3 separate regions of the Mus musculus genome follow, and regions 2 and 3 are each linked to region 1. Evidence: chromatin contacts called from public promoter capture Hi-C data. All regions are on one chromosome and are shown on one strand. Each heading gives the region's core, a stretch centred on a gene start, on an enhancer-like site or on the middle of the called end of the contact. The rest is flanking DNA. Distances are from core to core; before and after follow the strand shown.

Evidence for each region. Promoter capture Hi-C pulls out the DNA fragments that hold promoters and counts their contacts.
Region 2: a contact with region 1 is called in a promoter capture Hi-C map of embryonic stem cells, with 2.9 times the contacts expected there. The contact joins the promoter of Nek2 here to the promoter of A730013G03Rik in region 1. A contact is called at or near these places in 3 of 39 promoter capture datasets (embryonic stem cells, liver and pre-B cells).
Region 3: a contact with region 1 is called in a promoter capture Hi-C map of pre-B cells, with 4 times the contacts expected there. The contact joins the promoter of Atf3 here to the promoter of A730013G03Rik in region 1. A contact is called at or near these places in 2 of 39 promoter capture datasets (cranial neural crest and pre-B cells).

The regions. Positions count from the first base shown.
Region 1 is chr1:192,833,412-192,836,911 of GRCm38.p6, forward strand. It overlaps A730013G03Rik (RIKEN cDNA A730013G03 gene), which reads right to left and starts at 1,802. Exons shown (of 1, transcript NR_155503.1): 1 at 1-1,802.
Region 2 is chr1:191,819,602-191,823,557 of GRCm38.p6, forward strand. It overlaps Nek2 (NIMA (never in mitosis gene a)-related expressed kinase 2), which reads left to right and starts at 1,872. Exons shown (of 8, transcript NM_010892.3): 1 at 1,872-2,140; 2 at 2,546-2,763; 3 at 2,891-3,131. The coding sequence starts at 2,045.
Region 3 is chr1:191,181,577-191,185,474 of GRCm38.p6, forward strand. Atf3 (activating transcription factor 3) reads right to left here and starts at 1,757. Exons shown (of 4, transcript NM_007498.3): 1 at 1,517-1,757.

The sequences.
Region 1 (3,500 bases), core at 552-3,051:
TTTCTGGGCTCTGCTTGATCGGATAGCTACTTGAACTGTAGTGAACTGTGCTGAGTCACTAACCACCGAGAGCTTACATCCCAGCGGTAAAGAGGGAACGTGGTCCTGGGTGGTGGCCCCAGGGGCCCAAGCCCCCTTGAAAGTGTTCGAAGGCATGGGGAACACATTCTGAGAACCCGGCCCTGTGGATGACACGGAGCTTCGAGATGACATAGCCGGACGGCTGATCTCAATCACTCTCCTCCCTGTGGGGAGACGCTCAGCCAGTCTGCAGTAGAGTTCATCGATGCCTGGCTCCCGCCAGGAGCAAGCGTGCAGCCAAGTGACCGCGGAGGCGCTGAGGTGCACATCGGTTCTGGAGCCCAGGTTCCCGCCACAGCGCTTCCTCTGCCTGCTTCTCACCCTCCAGGGACCACCCAGCTGCCACAGCTGCGAGAGGCCTATGGAGGGCTCGCCCTTTTGTCCAAACCCCATGGCAAGATGGGATTTGGAGGGGACCGGGACACGCGAAGAGGGGGTCACCGAGGTAGAGCGCAAGGGGCCGAGCGTATCTGGGCCCTGTCCGCTTTTCGAGTTGCGAGTTGCGGGTCCTGCTGAGCCTTGACTTCCTTTTACAGTCCCCACAGGAGACCTCCAGGGGCCTCGGAGGCCTGGCAGTAGTCTAAACACAGCGATTTGTTTTTTATCTGTCTATCCATCTGTCTGCCTATAGTTCAGTTGAGCTTTCCCATCTTTCTTCCCATGGGCTTTTAGCAATAAGCGAGGTGAGGCTGTCCAGTCGAAAGCTTGCAACAGAAGCATTAAGCAGGAATGTGTCCTTGACCCTCTGAGCCAGGGGAGACGAAGGCCAAGCTCTAAAGCCTCAAACTCGAGGGCTCCCGGTAGGGCCCTGGCCTCTCGCTCTGGTCCTTGGTCGGGGTCAGGGCGCGCCCTGGGGTGTCCAGCCCGGGACAGATAGAACCAGTGCTGACGCTTCTGTCAACTGTTGGAGGCCTAGGCCAAGCCAAAAAGGTCTGGAGTATAGAGTGAGGCCTGGCCCGGGGAAAGTTCCCCTGGTAGTTCCGAGGTGTGGACCCGGCTGAGAACAGGCGATGAAAGTTAAAAGGACTGTGGTTTCAAAGAAGGCCAATCTGGACGCTAGGATGCTGAGCGCGTGAGTGCCCAACCTCTGCAGGTGAACTGAGGCAGGGGCATCAGCATCCCAGGCCTGGGGACGCAGTCCCAGGCAGGCGCGCACCCGCATGCACGCACATGCACACGGCGTCACCGACATACGCCTGCACCCACTGTCTGTGCCTCGCGAGGCCTGCTGCCCCGGTGCACGACAGCCGGCGACCGCGCGCTCCTCCAGCCCCGGGCGCTCTGCAGAGCCCCCGCCCGGCCGCGCGGCGCTCGCTCCGGCTCTTTGTTATGTTAATTCCCTTCCCAGCTGGTGCCAGCTGCCTGCACAATGGGCGCCCGGAGCCCCGCCAGCCCTCGCCAGCCCGTGAGTGGGGGCGGGGAGGACCGTGCACCCTATGTGGATGGGGCGGGCTAGTCCCGCTGAGTGAACGCTGCGGGGCGAGCAGCACCTCCCCCCATGCCGGCGAAACCGCGCTTCTGAGGCCTGCGGAGCGAGCTCTGATGCTTTCCAGTCGCCGGGACTGCCTGCCCTCTAGGTGCCAGGGCTGGATGGAAAGTAAAAGGCTTCTGGGCGGCTCCAGACCCGTGAGGATGAAAGAGGACAGCCGCTTCCAGACCACACAGCTAATCCCGCCATAAACCTCGAGTAAATACCGGGAGAGAAGGAGCAGGCCCGCTACAGATGTGGAGTGCAGCCTCCGGGGATCCCCAAATTAAAACCCGGGCAGGAGAGGCACTTGGACCACCACCAAATGACACTAATTGGGTTATGGGACCATAATCTTAGCTGGTAAGAAAAAAATCCAGTTACAGTCACAGCTGCAAGGACTGTCTTCATAAAGCTGCAGAGGGAACGCGGGCTTTTTTTTATTACGCATAAACATGAGGAAGAGGCTCAGGGTCCCCGCCTGCATGGTGCGGAGAGGCGAAGGACTTTTGTGCCGGGAGCAGCAGCGCTACATGCCTGGCTGGCTCCGGGTGTGCAGGGCTAATGGGCTGGGAGTGGATGGGGTAATGTATTGAGCTGGGGAGCAAATCTGCCTGCAGGAATGTAGTTCCAGGATAGGAGAACAGTCATGGGCAGTGCGAGCGCGTGCAGGCGCGCGCGCACCCTTCCCCCCTCCCCCTACACACTTGGTGGGGAGAACAGATTAAACGATACTAGAATGACTGAGTTAAGCTTAGATCTATAATAACTGGAGTTGTAAGCCGGGCAGTGATGGCGCACGCCTTTAATCCCAGCACTTGGGAGGCAGAGGCAGGCGGATTTCTGAGTTCGAGGCCAGCTTGGTCCACAGAGTGAGTTCTAGGATGGCCAGGGCTACACAGAGAAACCCTGTCTCAAAACAAAACAAAAAAATAGTAGTAGTAGTAGTAGTAATAATAATAATAATAACTGGAATTGTGAATGAATTCTTACAACTTCCATGTCAAGAAACACTCACATGGACAAATGATCGGGGTTGCTTTAGGATTCTTCAGTGACAATTTCCAACAGCGACCCATGCCACCCTCATTGTGTATAGCCATCTTGTCTAAAGCCAGTGAAGGTCAGGCTGCCTGCAGGCTCTTACTGGTTTGAATTATAGCCATGGAAAAATAGATCTTTTTTTCCTTCAGCTGTTGGTTTTTCAAACTGTGAGAAGCAAGAGTTTGGAGCTGGCCAGCCTGGTGTCCCTGGGCAAGCTAAGAGTTTCCTTTATCTGGCATCCTCAATCACTGGCTTCGGTCACCCTTAGGAGCCACACAAGGAAGGAAAAGACAGCAGACCCTCATCTGAGACTCCAGTCACCCTTGGCCCCCAGATGCACATAGCCTCCAGGTGTGCCAAAGTGGCCAAGAGGTAGAAGGTTGACAAGGTGCAACATTTAGTCAGAGGTCTTCCTGAACCACCTATGGGCCTGTAAGGTTACTCCAAGAAACCCACTGGTTCAACAAGCTGGACGATTCCTGGGAGGAATCGTTTCCTTGGCTTGTTGATAGACAGGCATATCTCTAGGACTCTCTGGGAAAACCTGCCACTGACTGACTGGTGTTCTGGCTCCTCCATGACTCTCAGTGGATACAAATTGCAGGTATTCCTAGAGTCTCATTCCTGGGGCTGGTGGTACAGCGGGAGATCTCTCTTGATTCTGAGACGTCCCAGGGTTACCGTGATGTAGCACTGGAGACTCCAGCATTAAACTCCGGTGGTTGCTTTCCCAGTTCCCTCCAGTTACAGGGCCTCTGTTTTTTTGCTCTCAAGCCCTACCAATCATCAAGCCCCAAGAGAGGTATGCCTCACCTAGGGAAAATTATTCAGCTGAGAAACAAAGAGGTGAAATGTGATTTTTTGAATGGCATACCACTATCCTGAAGTCATCAGTTGGGCTGAGTTT
Region 2 (3,956 bases), core at 622-3,121, 1.0 Mb before region 1:
GCAACAGAAAAGAAACTAAGCAAGGACCAAAGAACATTGTTGCCCACTTTTAGGGTGTGTCTTTTCCATTCGATTAATTTAACATAAACCCTCACAGGCATGCTCGGAGGCTGACCTAATCTACGCTGTCTCTACAAGTGTACCCAAAGGCTTGACCCCCTAGGTGATTCTACATCCTGTCAATCAACAGTAACCAAGGTGGGGTAAGGCACGAGGTAGGGATGCAAGTGGAACTTCTAACAACTGGAAGGACAAGTACCAAGTTAGTCTTGAGAAGCTGAGAAAGTGTGTTGTGTTTGGAGCGAAGAGTAAGAGCTCTTTGTCTAGAAAGAAGATGAAAGGTTGTGTGTGAAGCAGGCTGGTCAACAAACTCAACATAAGCATCAGTACACCCATCACATACACACCACACGCCTATACACCACATATCACAAACACACCACACACACAACATGCTACACATATCACATACAACACTCTACACATCATAAACAACACACACAGCACACACACACACAACATACTACACACATTACATACGACACACACACACAAACATACCACACATATCACATACGACACACACACAAACATACCACACACATCACATATGACACACACACACCATATAAATGACCTCAGGCATTTGTAGCTCCTTATATAATTTCTGAGACCTAAATTAATCCTACCCCTTTGAGGTGTGACAATGTCCTTGAATGCTAATTTAAAAGTTCTCCTGGCTGGCAATTCCAATTAGCTTATACTAAATTCAGCGCACAAAATACATTTATTTTTAACATAAGGAGGCTTCTAATTCTTATTAATAGGACATTGGGTTCTTTTTCAATCACAGCATGAACAGATATTTTAAGAACAATGACCCATTTATGCAGCAGATTATTAGCTTTCTGGTAATGCACATTACCCCCCACCTGCTCTGGATGGAAGCCTTTAGCTCCCCTTCCCCAAGTCAAAGCGGGGCCATGTCACTGGCTATGTGAGCTCAAGTCAGCAAACTGCATGCAGCTCCCGGATTGGCTATTAGGGAACACCTTTTTTTTTTTTTTTTTCCTAACACACTTTTTTGGTAGATGTCTTAGAAGTACAATTTGGCAGTGTGGTGACTCTGTTCTGAATGCTTCCATACTCAGTCCCTAAGCTTTGGATACGTTTCTATGTTCAACAGGTCTCTCAGTTTAATGTTCAGAGATCTAGACTATGCTAACTGTGCTCAGAAAACACATGTCAACTCTGCGTTATTACTATGAATATCCTTTATTCTTATTATTTTTTAATTAGTTCTCTTCTGGGCAGTTGGGCCTAGTTTCTCTCTCTCTGTCTCTCTCTCTCTCTGGGCGTGGGGTGTCTTTCTCGCGGGTGGGGGTAAGGCAGGGACCCTCTACAAAGCTCTGGATGTCCTCAAGCTCACAGAGATCTGCCTGAGCGCGCCACCAAGCCGGGCTGGAACAGGGATTCTGGCTCTCTAGGTGTGAGGACTATAAAGTGCTCGGTGCACTCACCGCACCCTCAGGGTCATCAAATCCTCAACACACAAGGGCTTAGGTTCAGGACCCGAGTGCAGAGGAGTCGGAAAAGGGTGGGGTCAAAGTGGAAAGGTCAAAAGGCCAGTGTCTCCAGTCCAGAGCCTCGGACATCCGTTACCATAGCGACTTCAGCCAAGGAATGGAATTACCGAGGCCCCAACAGGCTTTGCGATCCCAAATCCCAGGGGTTTTCGGCGCGGCTCGTATTCCGTAGAGCAGCTAGACGCAGACACCAACGCCGACGCGGTTGCCTAGCGACACGCATTTTCCCAGGATGCCTAGCAGTGTTGTGTTTTCTCAGCCAATCAGAGTTGAGATGCACCTTCGCTGTGGACCAATAGAATGCGAGGCCGAAGCCCGCGACGGTTGACCCGGTGGCCGGTTGCTCGCCGACTCAGGCAGGCAGACGAGGGGCTCGGGTTTCGGCGCGGTTGGCCTGCAGCGGGCGAGCCTGGGCTCCGAGCGGCGCGGTGGTGTGGTTGCCAGGGTGGCCGCTCGCCATGCCGTCCCGGGTGGAGGACTACGAGGTGCTGCACAGCATCGGCACCGGCTCCTACGGCCGCTGTCAGAAGATTCGGAGGAAGAGCGACGGCAAGGTGAGGCGCCGGGCAGCCCTTCCACGGCGGGCTTAGGGAGAAGCAAGCGTCGCCCACGCTGGGGAGGGGCAGGGCGGCCACCTGAACTCTCGTGAAGGACCGGGCTGTAGCCTCCTAAGAAGGGACGGGCTCGTGGAGCGGGCAGCCGCGGCTGGGAACCGGTGGAGGCGCGAATCCGCGGCGAGCAGAAAGACGAGCTCACGTGACCTGCTTCGCCGCTGCGCCACACGCCGTCCCGGACTCAAGCGCTGGGGATGGTACCGCCCACATTTCGGGTGGGTCTTCCCACTAAATTAACCCGGTCTCGACTCCCTCACTGACACACCCATTGAGTTGTTAGTGTTTTGTTTTTCAACTTTGGAAATTTCACCCTTTGTCTCACACCTTGGAAATGTTGTATTTCAGATCCTGGTGTGGAAAGAGCTTGACTATGGCTCCATGACGGAGGTGGAGAAGCAGATGCTTGTGTCTGAAGTGAACTTGCTTCGGGAGCTGAAACATCCAAACATCGTCAGTTACTATGATCGCATTATTGACCGAACCAACACAACCCTGTACATCGTAATGGAATACTGTGAGGGAGGGGACCTGGCTAGTGTCATTTCAAAGGGGACCAAGGATAGGTAAGGTGAAAGAGCCCCACGGTTCGTATCTAATAATAATTAACTTCCATGTTTGTACGCTCTGAATGACTTGCCCCAGATTGAAGATGGCTTTTATTCAGGGTTGTGAAATGTGCTTTTTCTCCAGACAGTACTTGGAGGAAGAGTTTGTCCTTCGAGTGATGACTCAGTTGACGCTGGCCCTGAAAGAGTGTCACAGAAGGAGCGATGGTGGCCACACTGTGCTTCACCGGGACCTGAAGCCAGCCAATGTCTTCCTGGACAGCAAACACAATGTCAAGCTGGGGGACTTTGGACTAGCTAGAATATTAAATCACGACACGAGTTTTGCAAAAACGTTTGTTGGCACACCCTATTACATGTCTCCTGTGAGTATTTTAGAATTCAACTTTTTTTTTTTCCCTGAGACAGGATTTCTCTGTGTAGCCCTGACTGTCCTGGAACTCACTTTGTAGACCAGGCTGTCCTTGAACTCAAAGTGATTCTCCTGCCTCTGCCTCCCAAATGCCGGGAATAAGGGTGTGAGCTACCACACCTGGCCTAGAATTCAACTTTTTAATATCTTAGGTGAAGCATTCAGATGCAAAGAACTGAGGCTTGGGTTGCTAGTAAATCCAGTAGCTCAGAATTCACAATACAATTTAAGTTTGAGTTTGACTTTGTTCCCCTAATGTTGGGGATTGAACCTAGGCCCTCAGGCATTTGAGTTACACCCCAAAGTCTTTTATATGTATTATGTATTTAAAAATGTTTATTATTTATGTATATATAGTATATGTGTCTTGTGAGTGAGTGCTATGTGTATGGTGAGACCAGAAGAGGGAGTGGACTTACCCTATCCCACACACTCACGCTCAGGGTTCCAGGCAACTGTGAGCCGTCTGACCAGATGCTGGAACTTGAACTCAGGACCCCCGGGAAGAGCAGCAGGTGCTTAATCGCTGACCCCTCCTAGATTTGTTTTCAAAGAGACTTCCTGGCAAACAGTTCTCTGTATTCAACTAGAGCTTTCAAAAGAAAAAGAGAACTAAGGACTTATTTATGTGTATGGGTGTTTGGTCTACATGTATGTAAGTGTGCCACCTGTGTGCCAAATGCCCAAGGGGGTCAGAAGACAGCATTGGACTCTTTGGAGCTAGAGTTATGGATGGATTGAGAGACTGGAAACCATATCCAAGTCTTCTGTAAGAGCA
Region 3 (3,898 bases), core at 507-3,006, 1.7 Mb before region 1:
ACCCCAGCCCCACCCGCTCCAAGCAAGAGCCTGTATGTGGTAACATTATCCCATAACAAATGCAACATGCAAAACATGTGCTCCCTTCTTGGTGACACATGCCTGTAATCTCAGCACTTGGGGACCGAGGCTAGAAGACTGCCATAAGTTTAAAGCAAGCCCCAGTTACATAGGGAGACTTTGTCTCAAAAGAGTGGAACAACAGGAGGGGAGAATAAACCTTTTAAATAATCGGGCTTGGCAACTCCTTTAATTTATAAGAAAGCTCGTGAGCTACATGATTAAATCAAATAAAATGGCTAAGAGGAAAATACAGAAATGGGAGTTGAAAATGAGCATGGGGTCGAAGCAGGGAATCAATCCAACGGGAGAGAGCTAGGAGACAGAGATGTAAGAGAGGCCCCCTTTCCTGTCCTGTCTCAGAGACCGGCTAGGAACGCTGGGTGGGGGAGCCTCCACACTGAACATCCCTCCCTGGCTCCTTTTACTTTAATTATTTTAGTCTAGAAACAAATCTGTCAAAAGCTGGCTATCTGAAGCACACAGCGCACAGAAAGGTGCTGGGCGTGTGGGCCTGTAATTTCAGCACTTGGGAGGCTGAGGCAGGAGGATTGGCCGGAGTTTTTATGGGCAGTCTGGATTACAGAGTGAGACTCTGTCACGAGAATACAAACAACCCCCCCCCCGCACGCCCCCCCCCCCAAGTACAAGTGGTTCCACACCCTGGTCCCTCCACCCGCTTGATCCGATTCCTTCGCTTCCCTTCCAATACATAAAGAAACTCAAGGGCCGGTTAAAAGTCAGCCAGAGCACAGCAAGTCACAACAGCGAGTGAGGCTGGAAGTGACGTCTCAAACCTAGCGGTCCGAAGTTAGCTGGTGCGGAGACCTCTCGGCCTTCAGCCCCGGGACAGCGCCACACCAGGGCTCGCCGCCTCCAAACTTATCCTAACACACTTTCGCTCACAGCGCTCTACGCGGTCATGCTGCCCAGATCTCTGCTCCGGGGAGCGCAAGGCGACCTCCAGCGGCTGTGCCGGACCTCCGTTCGAGCGTCCGGTCTTCATTCATTTAGCTCGATACCGGGAGCAGCGCTTCAACAAGCCGCGGCCACTGCGCCTCTACGCGGACTTAGGAGGGACCCGCTCCGAGTCCAGGGTCCGGGACAAGAAGTGATGGATGGAAGAGGGGACCCCGATCGCCAGAGTGTGAGTCACCTCCGCGCACCAGCACCCACCTTCCACCCAGACGACCTCTCCTAGTTGCAAACTGAGAGCGCAACTCCTCCGTCCCTGGGCATCTTTCACGCCTCGAGTCAAAAGAGAAAGTTCGTTCTTTCACTTTACCAGAAACTTTTTACCAGCTAAGAACGGCAGCGGCAAAGAGCGGCTCAGCCGAGCGACTGTGGCACGGACACTAGGGCTTCAGTCTCCGGTGGCGCAAGGGTCCCGGGACTGGTCACCAGAGGGGAACTTAGGGTGAGGAGGGCAGCGCTCCTCGGTGTGGCTCTAACTCACCTCCAGTCTTCGCTCGGGGCGGCCAGGGTCCAGAGAGCGGCCAGAGGCGGGTGGTCTGTCCCGCCGGCGGGCGAGCGCCAAGGACTCTGCCGGAGCGCGGGTTAGCCGATTGGCTCCACTGGGGAAGCACCGTGCGCGGCGTCTCGCTGAGTGAGACTGTGGCTGGGAGCGCGTTGCATCACCCCTTTTAAAGCCCTCGCGTTGGCAGGGAGCCCGCTTAACTCCAGGTTACCAATCCCAGGCTGACGTAATGCTATTAATAGCTTCCAGGGAGAACTGGCCAGAGGAGGGGTGAAGGAGGGACGGGGGCGGGGCAAAAGGTGGGTGGAGACCGCGGACTTGGTGATGCAAGTGCGAGAAGGGGCGGTCACGGCGCGTCCTGCGTTCCTCGCACGCCCGGGACACACACACCCGCCCGCCCTCTATCTCCTTATCAGGCTGGGAGCCGCCCGGGCGCACCGCCAGATGTGCGTATTCGCCGCTGCGTGTTCCAGGCATGAGCCAATGGTGCCCAAGCCAGCGGCATGACTCCACCGCCCTGGCATCTCTCCCTCCGCTAGGTTGGGGAAGGGGGGGTGGTGGTGCTGGGAGGCGGATCCTGGCAGTGGCCCAGACTAGGTGAGGCTGGGAAGCGGGCACGACCTTTCTCTAAAATGTGTGGTCATTTTTCTAAAACTTCAGGAAAATGTGCCTTCTTTGACCAGCGGCCTAGCCTAAGGAGGGGGCGGGGAAGGGATAGCGGTGACAATCTCCCGCGTGAAGGAGGTGCCCAAAGTTACACTCCGATGAATCCACACCGTTACCCGCCACTGTGACCTCCTCTGCCGGGGACCCAGCTAGCAGCTGTGGGTTAACGTAGACATTCGGCAGCCTCGTGCTCCCACGCCCACGGCCCCCGAACTCGCTAGGAACCCGAAGTGCTAGTGACCGGACGCGGTCAGTTCGGTTGTTGTTTTTATTTTTAATAACAACCACAAAACGTTTTTAAATGAACAGGGAATTCTCCACGAAAGCAAGAGCGTAGAAAGAGGAAAGATTTGGAGAGATCAGAGCCACCTAGCGCAGGGATAAGAAAGGGCTGGAAAAAGGCGGCTCGGCTAGTCTGGGAAAGAGGACGCTTTGATCTCTACGCTCCCGGTTTGGGCGGGGGTGGGGGTCCGCCTGGATATCAGGAAAGAAAAACCGGCTCCAGGTTTCGAGTGTCTGTCTGCAGGAACAGAGGGCTCTAGGGATACGGTGGCCGGGACTGAACGCGCACCGCTTAAAGCCGGAACACCGAGCCCTCTTGTACTCAAATCTGGTGGCGGGAAAGGCTGGGCAAAGGACTCGATTTCAGGCCAAAGCCTCAGCAGACCTGGGTTTGAAACTTGAAATTAGTTTCCCGGTTCTGACCCAGTAATTCCGAGGGTCTGAGCTGAGCGCAAGACCCTGAGCGGGACTCCATAGCTCATCAAGGGTTACACGTGCACAGACTGCGGCCCAGGAATCGCACACCTGCCTGGCAGACTTTGGCGGGCACATGTGGGGCAGGACGCTGAGGTGTAAAGACAGAGGCACCTGCTAACGCCCGCCTTTGAGAGGAAGGCGATCAGAAGGTCACAGGGAGGTAGTTTGGGGTGTGAAGCAGAACTGACCGGTGCCGCTGCCTCCATAGCACCTACCACCCGGACTGTTACGGTCCTGAGGAAAGGTCGCCGACGGTAGTACAACCGTAAGCAACTGATGGCCCCAGAGACAGACATTTCGGGCAAAATCAAGTTCTCTGCACCCGGGTTCCTCAAGTCCAAGGCAGAGTCTCGCCCTTCACAGGCCTCTGCCCTCCATCGAGGCCCCCGGAGTCTCTCGGTCCTTGCTGGCCCGGGAGGCCTAGGGTGGTTCCATCCCCGGGATCCTCTCAGATCCTGCCAGGATCTGACGGGATTACAGCAGCATCGCGCGGGAAGCGCCAGGCTAATGTTTTGCTTTGGGTTTTGCCTTGGAAACGGCTCTCGGGGCCCCACCCTCCGTCTCCCACGCCCACACCCTGCTCCACACCTCCACAACCCGGCCTCCAGCCGACCTGCCGGCAGGTAAACCCCAGGCGTGTCGGCACAACCCCGAAGAAAGTCAGGTGCCTAGAAATGAAAGTCATTTGGGATCTCCTCCTACCTGCCCCATCTTTTTACAGGCTGCCCTGGAATAAATAAACACCACTGTGCGGTGTAACAGGGAGATGGGGGAACACACGAACCCCGCCCCAGGCCGCTGGGGGCCCCGACAGAAATTTTTATTGTTTTACGGATTAAATTGGCGTTCTATGGAGGTGGGTCTTGTCTTCAAGTGGAAGGCACGGCCGACAGCCTCGAGACCCCAAGCAGCAAGACCCGCTCCATCAGAACCGTG